Regions from separate parts of the Mus musculus genome. Here region 1 is linked to region 2. Evidence: chromatin contacts called from public HiCAR-type data. All regions are on one chromosome and are shown on one strand. Each heading gives the region's core, a stretch centred on a gene start, on an enhancer-like site or on the middle of the called end of the contact. The rest is flanking DNA. Distances are from core to core; before and after follow the strand shown.

Region 1 (4,150 bases), core at 860-3,359, 760 kb after region 2:
TTCAGAACAGCCAGGACTAAACAGAGAAACCCTGTCTCGAAAACAAAACAAAACAAAACAAACAAACAAACAAAGAATAGCAGTAGGTGCTCTGGAAGAGAATGAATCACCATGCATGATCCTGCACCCGGATGCTCATGTTGTTTCCTGGAATAAATAATGACTTGCAAGACTTGAAAACCCCATCACCCACTCTATGGAGAAGGAAAGTCTGATATGTATTCTTACCTTCTGGTTTGTCAGTATTTTCACTCAGCATACCCTGTCATTTTGAATAAAACTCTCTTTTGGAATTTACAGTCCATTGATCATGAGACTTCCATGTGTATTTTTCATTCATTATTACATTCAGCCATTCATTTGGGTATTTACCAAACAATTTCTACTGTGTTTTGTGAAACATATCTAGTGCCACCAACATAAAATAAGTTTAAATGTCTAACTTTGAACAGCTTTTACATATATGGAAGCTATGCTGTCTTAATATGACAGCCACCATAACTGCTTGATAAAAAAAAAAATTTTTGGTCACAAAGCAATCTTTTTCCCTCCTATATCCAGTTGGTCAGGGGTCTGGTAGTCTCTCAGCCAGGAAGCTCTAGGTCATAGACAGTGCTGAGTGTTCTGAACTGAGGCCTCTCAGAGGCCTGGACTACTGATCAGCTACCTTGGAACAAGTAGGGCTTCTCATTGATGTGCCCCAACTAAAGGTGGACTCTTCAATGTAATAACACTGATGTAGAACCATCCTGTGGCAATTCAAGAGAAAAGCATTTTGTGTGTGCTGCAGAGAGTCATCCAGAGCCACAAGACTCCATTGACTAGGTCTGTCTCAGTAGCCCAGCTCTTCAGCACGTGTCACAAAGGATGATGGAGTACATTTTGCTGTATCCCTCTTTGTAGATTTCATGTAAAGAGGTAACACTCTATGCAGGTCACTGCCTTAAAGAATACAGGACCGCTGTGTGAAAGGGCAGAAGAATGGAGAAAACAGTAACAGAGGTAACAGCTGTACGCCCTTGACCTTTGGAAAGGAAAATCTCAGAGCAGAGGTCCCAATTAATGAAGAGCAAGAACACAGAGAAGTTTGGGTTGGTTTCTGAGCGAAGACTGGAGAATGGGATACCTGTCTGCAAAGGGAAGGTCCCATAGGGATCCAGAAGGACCAAACTGTCCACTTAGAGCTGGCCTTCGAAAGCCTTCCCTCGTGTCAGAGCACAGACACTCAGAATGATCTCTTGAGCAATCTCCTCTATACTTTCTTTCCTTTGATAGTAAACACACCGTCTCTGTTAAAATCTGCTTCCCAGCTAAAACTGAACACAGACTCCAAACCACCAAATCACTTTGGACTTTTCTTTTCTTACACCCCACCAACAACTGGGATGGCATGCATTTGAACAAACCAAAAGTGATTTCGCTCTTCTAGTTTTCAGAGCTTTTTGGCTAAATGCAGAGTGAGAAATTCATACCTTTTTCAAACAGTGTGGGTTCTTTTTCCCAGTTCCTCTCATCCATCTGGTTCTCTGGAGGTCTTGGAATCCAGGAAAGTGTTAGTTCACTGTGCTGAAATCCAAAAAAGACTGCTAAACTGTGAAAGAAAATTTGCATTCCAGAGACACCAAAGGAGTTAGTCCACAACTCTGTGCAGCAAGGAGCAAACATCTGTATGTTCTGCCTCCTTTGTCTTTGAGGCAGTTGGAAAACCCTGTAGCATGGAAGAAACCCTGCATTCACTGAGCCTTTCCTACCTAGCTCATCTAAATGTAGTGCAGAGTACAGAAAGAAGAACCAAAACGTGTTAGTATTTTATTTCTAGTGTCAAAAATTATTACAGGCGAGATACCGTTTAGGAGAACAGCAAATCGCTCTGCAGCCTGTTGAGATTCCATTCCCGTGAATGGGTTCCTCAGCCGGGTGTGTGGCTCTCCCATCAGCGGGCCTGTACTCAATAGGAAACCACAATCACAGCCCTGACACTGGCATGTCACCGTGACCTTTCTAAGCCCAAGTGCTGCCTTTTTGTCTTCCATTGGCAGAAGTGTAATTAGAAGGACTTGTTTTCAACAGAAGCCAAGTGATTGCCAAATGTGCTCAAATGATCTCTAGAGGATCAGAGGTAGCTCACCGCCCTCTGGCTGTTCCCACTGCCACTCCCAAGAGTTAGAGGCTTAACTCTAACTCTTTTGAAAGAGATCAAGTTTGGTTCAAAGAAGCTTCTCTGTCACATGCATATGAACAAGGAGAAATCTTCCATGACCCTGGTGGTTGGCTCAGACCTCTCATGGCTGTAGTGTAGGAAATAATTGCAATCTACACATCAGGAAGAAAATAAGCACCACGCAGTCCTGGGTTTCAGAAAACAGGCACGTGAGCAGAATGGTACTAAGAACATTTCTAGTCTCTGCTCGCATATCATGATTCTAATGGATGATTCAGGGTGGTTTAATTCTGATCTGCAATGTGCACACAGGTGGTCATTACTGTGTATACACATAGCTGGAAAGAGCTTTGCTTAAACTCACATTTTAGAATGTTCCCCTAGATGGGTCAATTACCATTGATAATCAGATGGCGTTAAGCAAAAGGGTGTTGCCCTACTGACTGTGTGTATGAATAATTTCAGATCATTTATGCTCTTAGGGGAGGTTTTAACATTTTTTTGAGAGATACCCTCTTGCTGAGATGAAAACAATTAATCCTAAGACTAAAACACACCTAAGATGTTACTTTATTTAATGCAGTTCATTTTCTTCTCCATACAACAAATACTTTTTGCAGGCCTGTTATGATTGCATGCTGTTATAGAGGCTGATAACGTATTAGTCTTCAATGCCTAGAAACAAATAATGATACAGGCTGCCACTGGCAAGAATGATGAGAGGTGGGCCTTAGACAGCATGACATGAGAATCAGTGTCTGAGGTCCAGGCCAGACCCTCCTTTTCCATCACTGTGTATTCATTTTCTGCTCTCAAAGGCAGAGGTGCAGCACAGAAGCAATGAACAGTGGCTTTTCACTTGTGTTCATCTGGTCTTCTTGAACCATTTGCCACCACAAGTTTGGCACTTCGGAAGGCACCCAGTGATTGGATTGGGGCTAGGGAACACAGACGAAAGGATGTCATTAGGGTCCTGGATGTGACATCTTCATCAATGAGAGTAATACTGGGAAAAAACATCTTCCTAGTGACAGCATCCTGCTAAATAATGTGAAAAGGGACAAGAAGCCCCAAATTATATATTTGTGAGGTGTTCTGGGACGGCAGGATGCTAATGATGAGCCAAGGCATTTTGTGGGATGGCCACTACAGGGAGCTAGAAGAAACTTACTGATTAGCAGTAAGTGTGAACTAGAGAAAATCTTGTTTGCCTTTGGTGTAGAAGTCATAGATTCAAATCCTGATCACCTTAAGATGTGTAGCATAGAAATTCTCCATTCTGCCTCCCCTGCTGACTGCTCTGGAGATATCTGAGGTCTTGTGCATGCACAGTTAATGCCCATGTCTGGTGCTAGATTTTCTTTGGTGGAGATAAAGGCCTGGAGATTACTTTTTTTAATGAAGAAAAGTTATATAAGATCAACATTAAAGCTAGCATTACATACCAGAACTAAATCCTTCCTCCCACATATGGGATCTCAATTAACTATTAAAAATATATGGAGACACTTCCAATCTTAGCAGGTGAGGACACCAAATGTCACTTAATTCTTAGACTTTGAAACCCAGCCTCCTGAAGTCAGCAGCAGTTCTTTGACTGTATGTCAGGCTTGCTGCGGTTCTCACGTGAATAAGCCCTAACAAGACTATGCCTTGAAGATGTTGTAAAGACAGCTCTCTGATTGGACTTGGCTCGGAAGGAAAGGAATTCTATTCTTTCTTCCCCTCTCACGATAGTCTCACTGGAGTTCTGTGATCTTTTAATTTGCCCCTGGCATGAAGGTAGCTTTACCTCCCTCCATTTCTCAGGGATTCTGACACATCCAAGAAAAGGATTTTGGAAGACCTACCATTCAACATGGTTACAGGCTTTAAAATGACAAACCACTTCTCTGAGCCTTAAGGAGTAGCTATACTAATGTTCGTTTTTAATCAAAAGGTTGGTTTGTTTGTTTGGATACGGTCTCTTGTTGACCTGGAATTTGACCA
Region 2 (4,346 bases), core at 798-3,297:
TCATCTGCAAAAATGGGTCAGTAACGGTCCCACCAAGCTTCACTTTACAGACAGACATGAAGGTCGAAGACCAGAGTCGGGTGTCATTAGCACTTTTGGAGTGTGTGCAGGTCTTGATCTTCTGTCCATACCTGTCACTCAAGGGGCAGAAACTCTGAGGTGTAACAGAGGAGACACACTAGCCTCATGGGACAGGAACTCTGAGCTGTCTTATACGTACCTCATGTCCTGTACAGTGACAAAATGAGAGACAGTCGGCAGTGTGACAGCCACAACTATCCAATGGTTCCTTCCCACAAACATCCAGGTGACAAATTCATCAGAAAATACAGTTAGAAACACCTTCCAATGAATCAATTAGTCCCTCTGTTGTATTTCCTGGGGAAGATAAAGGTGCATACTTTCTGTAATCAATCAATTCAACAAACCTCTTGAAACTTTAGTCAGAGATTTGAAAACTGCTAATACACATAGTTTTGAAAGGTGACAGACAGAAGTAGGAGGGAAAGGTTGGGTTTTAGTCAAACATTATCTTGGTTTTTAATTGATGAACACTGTTCTCCAATAGAGGATGAGAGTCACAGACAAAGGGGCTCATAAAACCTTCAAAGGCCTTTTCTCATCTGGCCCCACCACAGTCATTCTGCAGAAAAGGAAACTCAGACTCAAAAAGATAGGGCCTGCTTCCAATTATACCACAAGGTAGGGTTAAATCAAGCCACGGACTGCTTCTCCTCAGTCAGCTCACAGGAGCTGACTGACTGTCTACCACATTCTGGCTGGGGAAAGAGGAGGAATACGTAGAATCCACACTCAGGGCAGATAATAACGAAAGCCATGACTCCCAGCACAGAGGTTATGTGCTATACCAGAAATTCAGAGCACTGCACAGCATAGAGAATTTATAGTGGTAATTCAGCCTGAGGTTGGCAGAGAAGACTCGACCTAGGAGTGAGTTTATGGGTCAAACAGGCAGCAGAAGAGCATTCCAGGCAAGGGGACGGAGTAAGCCTAAAGCCATGGGATGAGAAGAACATAGTGTGTATGGAAAGCTCCATACACATAGTTGGAAACAGCTGGGGGTGGTTATAGACAGTACCGCAGAACTATCTCCGGATGTCAATAGGTCTCAGCTGCCACTCCCCACCTCATTTGGCACGCTCCCTAGGGCTATGGCCCGTGTCCACCTAATGGGCCAATACGACACCTGGCCAAGTGCTGATGGCATGGTAGGGCTTAATGAATTCTCTTTGAAGATGAGAGGCTGGTGAGGGAGAAAAGAATTTGCCACTCAAGTGAGTCAACTGGAACAGAAGGTGTGTCCTGGCTCCCTGGGCCTGGTGCTCTCTGGCTGCCCAACCAGACAGCTGGGGTCACCTCCCCTGGGGCCACAGGGTTCCACTTGGGAACATCAGGTCTTTTTTCAGTGAGTCTCTCTAAGCCACAGAGCTTCTGGTGCACTCCTGGCCTCTGCAGTTTTACCAACATAATTGATCCCAGAGCTCTGCTCCTACATACCCATTGGCTTCAAAGGGAGTGATGGCACAGGGGCCTTCCCTAGTCGGAGCACCTGTACATCACAGCACTCCCCCCGCCCCCCGTGGGACAGTATGGAGGACAGGCAACAGGCTGCATAAATAGCACTACACTCTAAAGTCATCCCTCTGGAGCTCTGTGCTTCCTCTCCTGAGTTCTGATTTTCCTTCGGGGATAGCTGAGGCACCCAGAGAAAAACAAACCCTTAAAGTGACTCTTTCCCTGCAAAGGTTGAAGTGTTTCAAAGTCCCTGCTGATTCCTACCTTCTGGTGGCGAGTCCCAGGCATCAGGACCCCTGTTGAAGATGCTTCAGGATGTGACCACTGAGCCTGACAACTCTTTTAGGTATTCTCACGAATATGGCAGGCCTACAAATGGTAAAAAAAGAAAACACCCAGACAAACTGTGCCAGGATGCACTGTGACAAGGGAAACCATCCACATACCACAGTAGCCACTGAGCAGCCCAAACAACCCTCAATGACTAAGGTTTTTTTCCACTTACACTTGGTTTGTTTGCTTTCACTACACACTTGTATTAGCAAACAAGAGTCCTGAGCAGGGAAAGCAGCTCCTTCTCTGGTTCCCCTGCAAGGACACGGTCCTCCGTTCACTGCGGAGCTTTAGAATCAGGAAACATTTATTCACATAGGCTTTCCAAAGCACAGCTCCAAGCAACTTTCACCCCGGAGTTGCTATGATCCAGAGAGTCAAATGGGTGCAGTGGCCAGCTGACAGCCTGCAAGGGAATGTGACTGGGCAGTGAACCAAACTAAAAACCAAGTCAGATACAGGGGATGCATTAACAACTTGGGTGGCTGACAAAGGACAAGTACCCGGCATATAGGAGGAAAACTATTTACGGAGCCATAGGGATGAAAGATAATAGGAAGGGACCACACTAAACATCAGTGTGCAAAACTCGGAAAGTAAGTGGTGCCTAAGCACATACTAACAGCCGAGGGAAACACCAATGTGAAAAGCCAGAGATCTCATTTCACAGAAGTCACCTTGGCCAAAATGTTTTAAGTCTGACAGTGGGAGAATCCAGTAATATTAGACAACAGTAAAGCGGTAAGATACATGCTGATATAAGTATAATATAACCATTGTGGGGAGATGTCAGCAATGCCCACAAAGGTGAAGCTAGTCACACCTTCTATCTCAGAAGCTCAACTCACCCACGTACAAGGGAGGAAATCCCTGCATCAATAAACAAAGAGCCTTTATAAGGACATTTCCTGCATCACTGCTTCTAAGAGGGAAATGACATCTCGAAGCTCACCAGTACAGAATTCCTTAAGTAATTGTGACGTATTTGCCCAAAGAGATGTTATGGGGTTAGAAGTTAAAGTGAATGAACTCAGGCTAAGTCAGGTATCAATATTGCCATGCCTAAAGAAACAAGGTTAAAAGGGGGGAAAAAGTTATTTTCAGAATAAGTCAGTATTATATCATTCCTGAAATGTTTGAAACATAAAACAATGCTCTACATTGTCCTGGGTACTTATGGAGGAAATGAACCAAACGTGGACAGGACATGACCACATAAACACATCAACTTTGGGATGATAATTGCACTGGAGGTGAGGGGGAAGAGAGAAAGAGAGAGAGAGAGAGCGAGTGAGCAAGCAAGCGCTAGGAAGAGATGACCTACAATGCACTCTGCTAGTGTTTGTTTCCTTAAAGAACTGAAGGGGCTATGAAGAAATGCTGGCATGGAAAAGTCCAGATGGCAGGAATATAAGCAGGGTCAAGCTAGCCTTCATTTCCTACCTGTTCTGGGCACTGCATCATGAATGCCACACCACATGGAGGCTGTGACTACCCCTTCTTCAAACATGGAGTTCAAGTCAATGCGTCAAGCTGTCTGACTTTTCCTGCTTTTGTTACAGCCCTTGGGGATGAAGAGACAAGAGGGAAATACTGATATAGGAGACATAGTATAAACCCTGAATTATCAAGTCCCAAGGCTTAACTAAGTCCAGGGCCTGTCACGCAAATTTCCTGTCACCTTGGGCATAATATGATACCTCTGGGCATCTATTTTCCTTATCTGTAAAATGGGGACAACAATAAGAGGTCTCTGAACAGTTGTGATAAGCAAATGACTATGTAAAATTCTTTGCGAATGTAACCTGCTATGCAGATGGTCACTACTATTAATGACCTGGATTTTACTGCAAAGGAAACCTGGGGTCAGATTTACATTTCTGGCTGACAGTGACTCATACAACTTCCCTCCTGGAGCACCTGGCTGAGAAAACAGGCCTAGGCATCACCCTGTGGTTAACTGCTTGAAAAGTTCATTGGTTCTCTTTTGGGCAGGTGAGTCTGAGAGCAGGGAGCGAGCACAGCTGCAAGCTCCTCTGGAGAGGCTATTAGAGAAGGGCTGACTTTCACTTCACATGGGAGCTCAGGTGAGCAGATTCCCTTGTCCCAGGATCCACACCCACCCTCCCCTCAGGATGGAGGAGAATATAGGCAGCAGACAAAAGCTCTTTCTTGAGTTTGCAGAGCATGGAGCTGAAACCAGGAAAGGCAAAAATGATGACCCTCCTCCAACAGCATGAAATGGGGGTTTATCCAGGGGTCCTTAATCAATCCAGAGCAACCAGGACAAGCCCTTACTGCTAAGCGCTTTGGTTTCTTCGTATGCAAGGGTTTCTGGGATTAAACCTGACCTCCGAGGTTCAAACCACTGTTATCTGAAGAGCACTCAATTGTGTTAACTATAAAATGCAATAGAGTTTTCCCTCAAATTGCACTTCCTGATCCAGGTATTGGTTTTGCGGGTGGGCTCTCTGGAA

What was found. HiCAR-type assays count read pairs that join an accessible place to other places.
Region 1: a contact with region 2 is called in a HiCAR-type map of astrocytes, with 3 times the contacts expected there. The contact joins two enhancer-like sites. A contact is called at or near these places in 1 of 115 datasets of contacts at active chromatin or transcription factors (astrocytes) and 1 of 9 other capture datasets (embryonic stem cells).

The regions. Positions count from the first base shown.
Region 1 is chr16:24,959,567-24,963,716 of GRCm38.p6, forward strand. The region is part of intron 10 of Lpp (LIM domain containing preferred translocation partner in lipoma); the gene reads left to right. Among named protein-coding and RNA genes, the nearest start is that of Gm52245, 20 kb to the left of the region's middle. Within about 2 kb of position 2,110, at least 40 of the 459 cell types and tissues checked have an H3K27ac peak or open chromatin away from gene starts, as enhancers often do. A contact at or near this core is called in astrocytes, where this site is marked.
Region 2 is chr16:24,204,519-24,208,864 of GRCm38.p6, forward strand. All of the region lies in intron 1 of Gm31814 (a long non-coding RNA gene), which reads right to left. Among named protein-coding and RNA genes, the nearest start is that of Gm32126, 47 kb to the left of the region's middle. Within about 2 kb of position 2,048, at least 80 of the 459 cell types and tissues checked have an H3K27ac peak or open chromatin away from gene starts, as enhancers often do. A contact at or near this core is called in astrocytes, where this site is marked.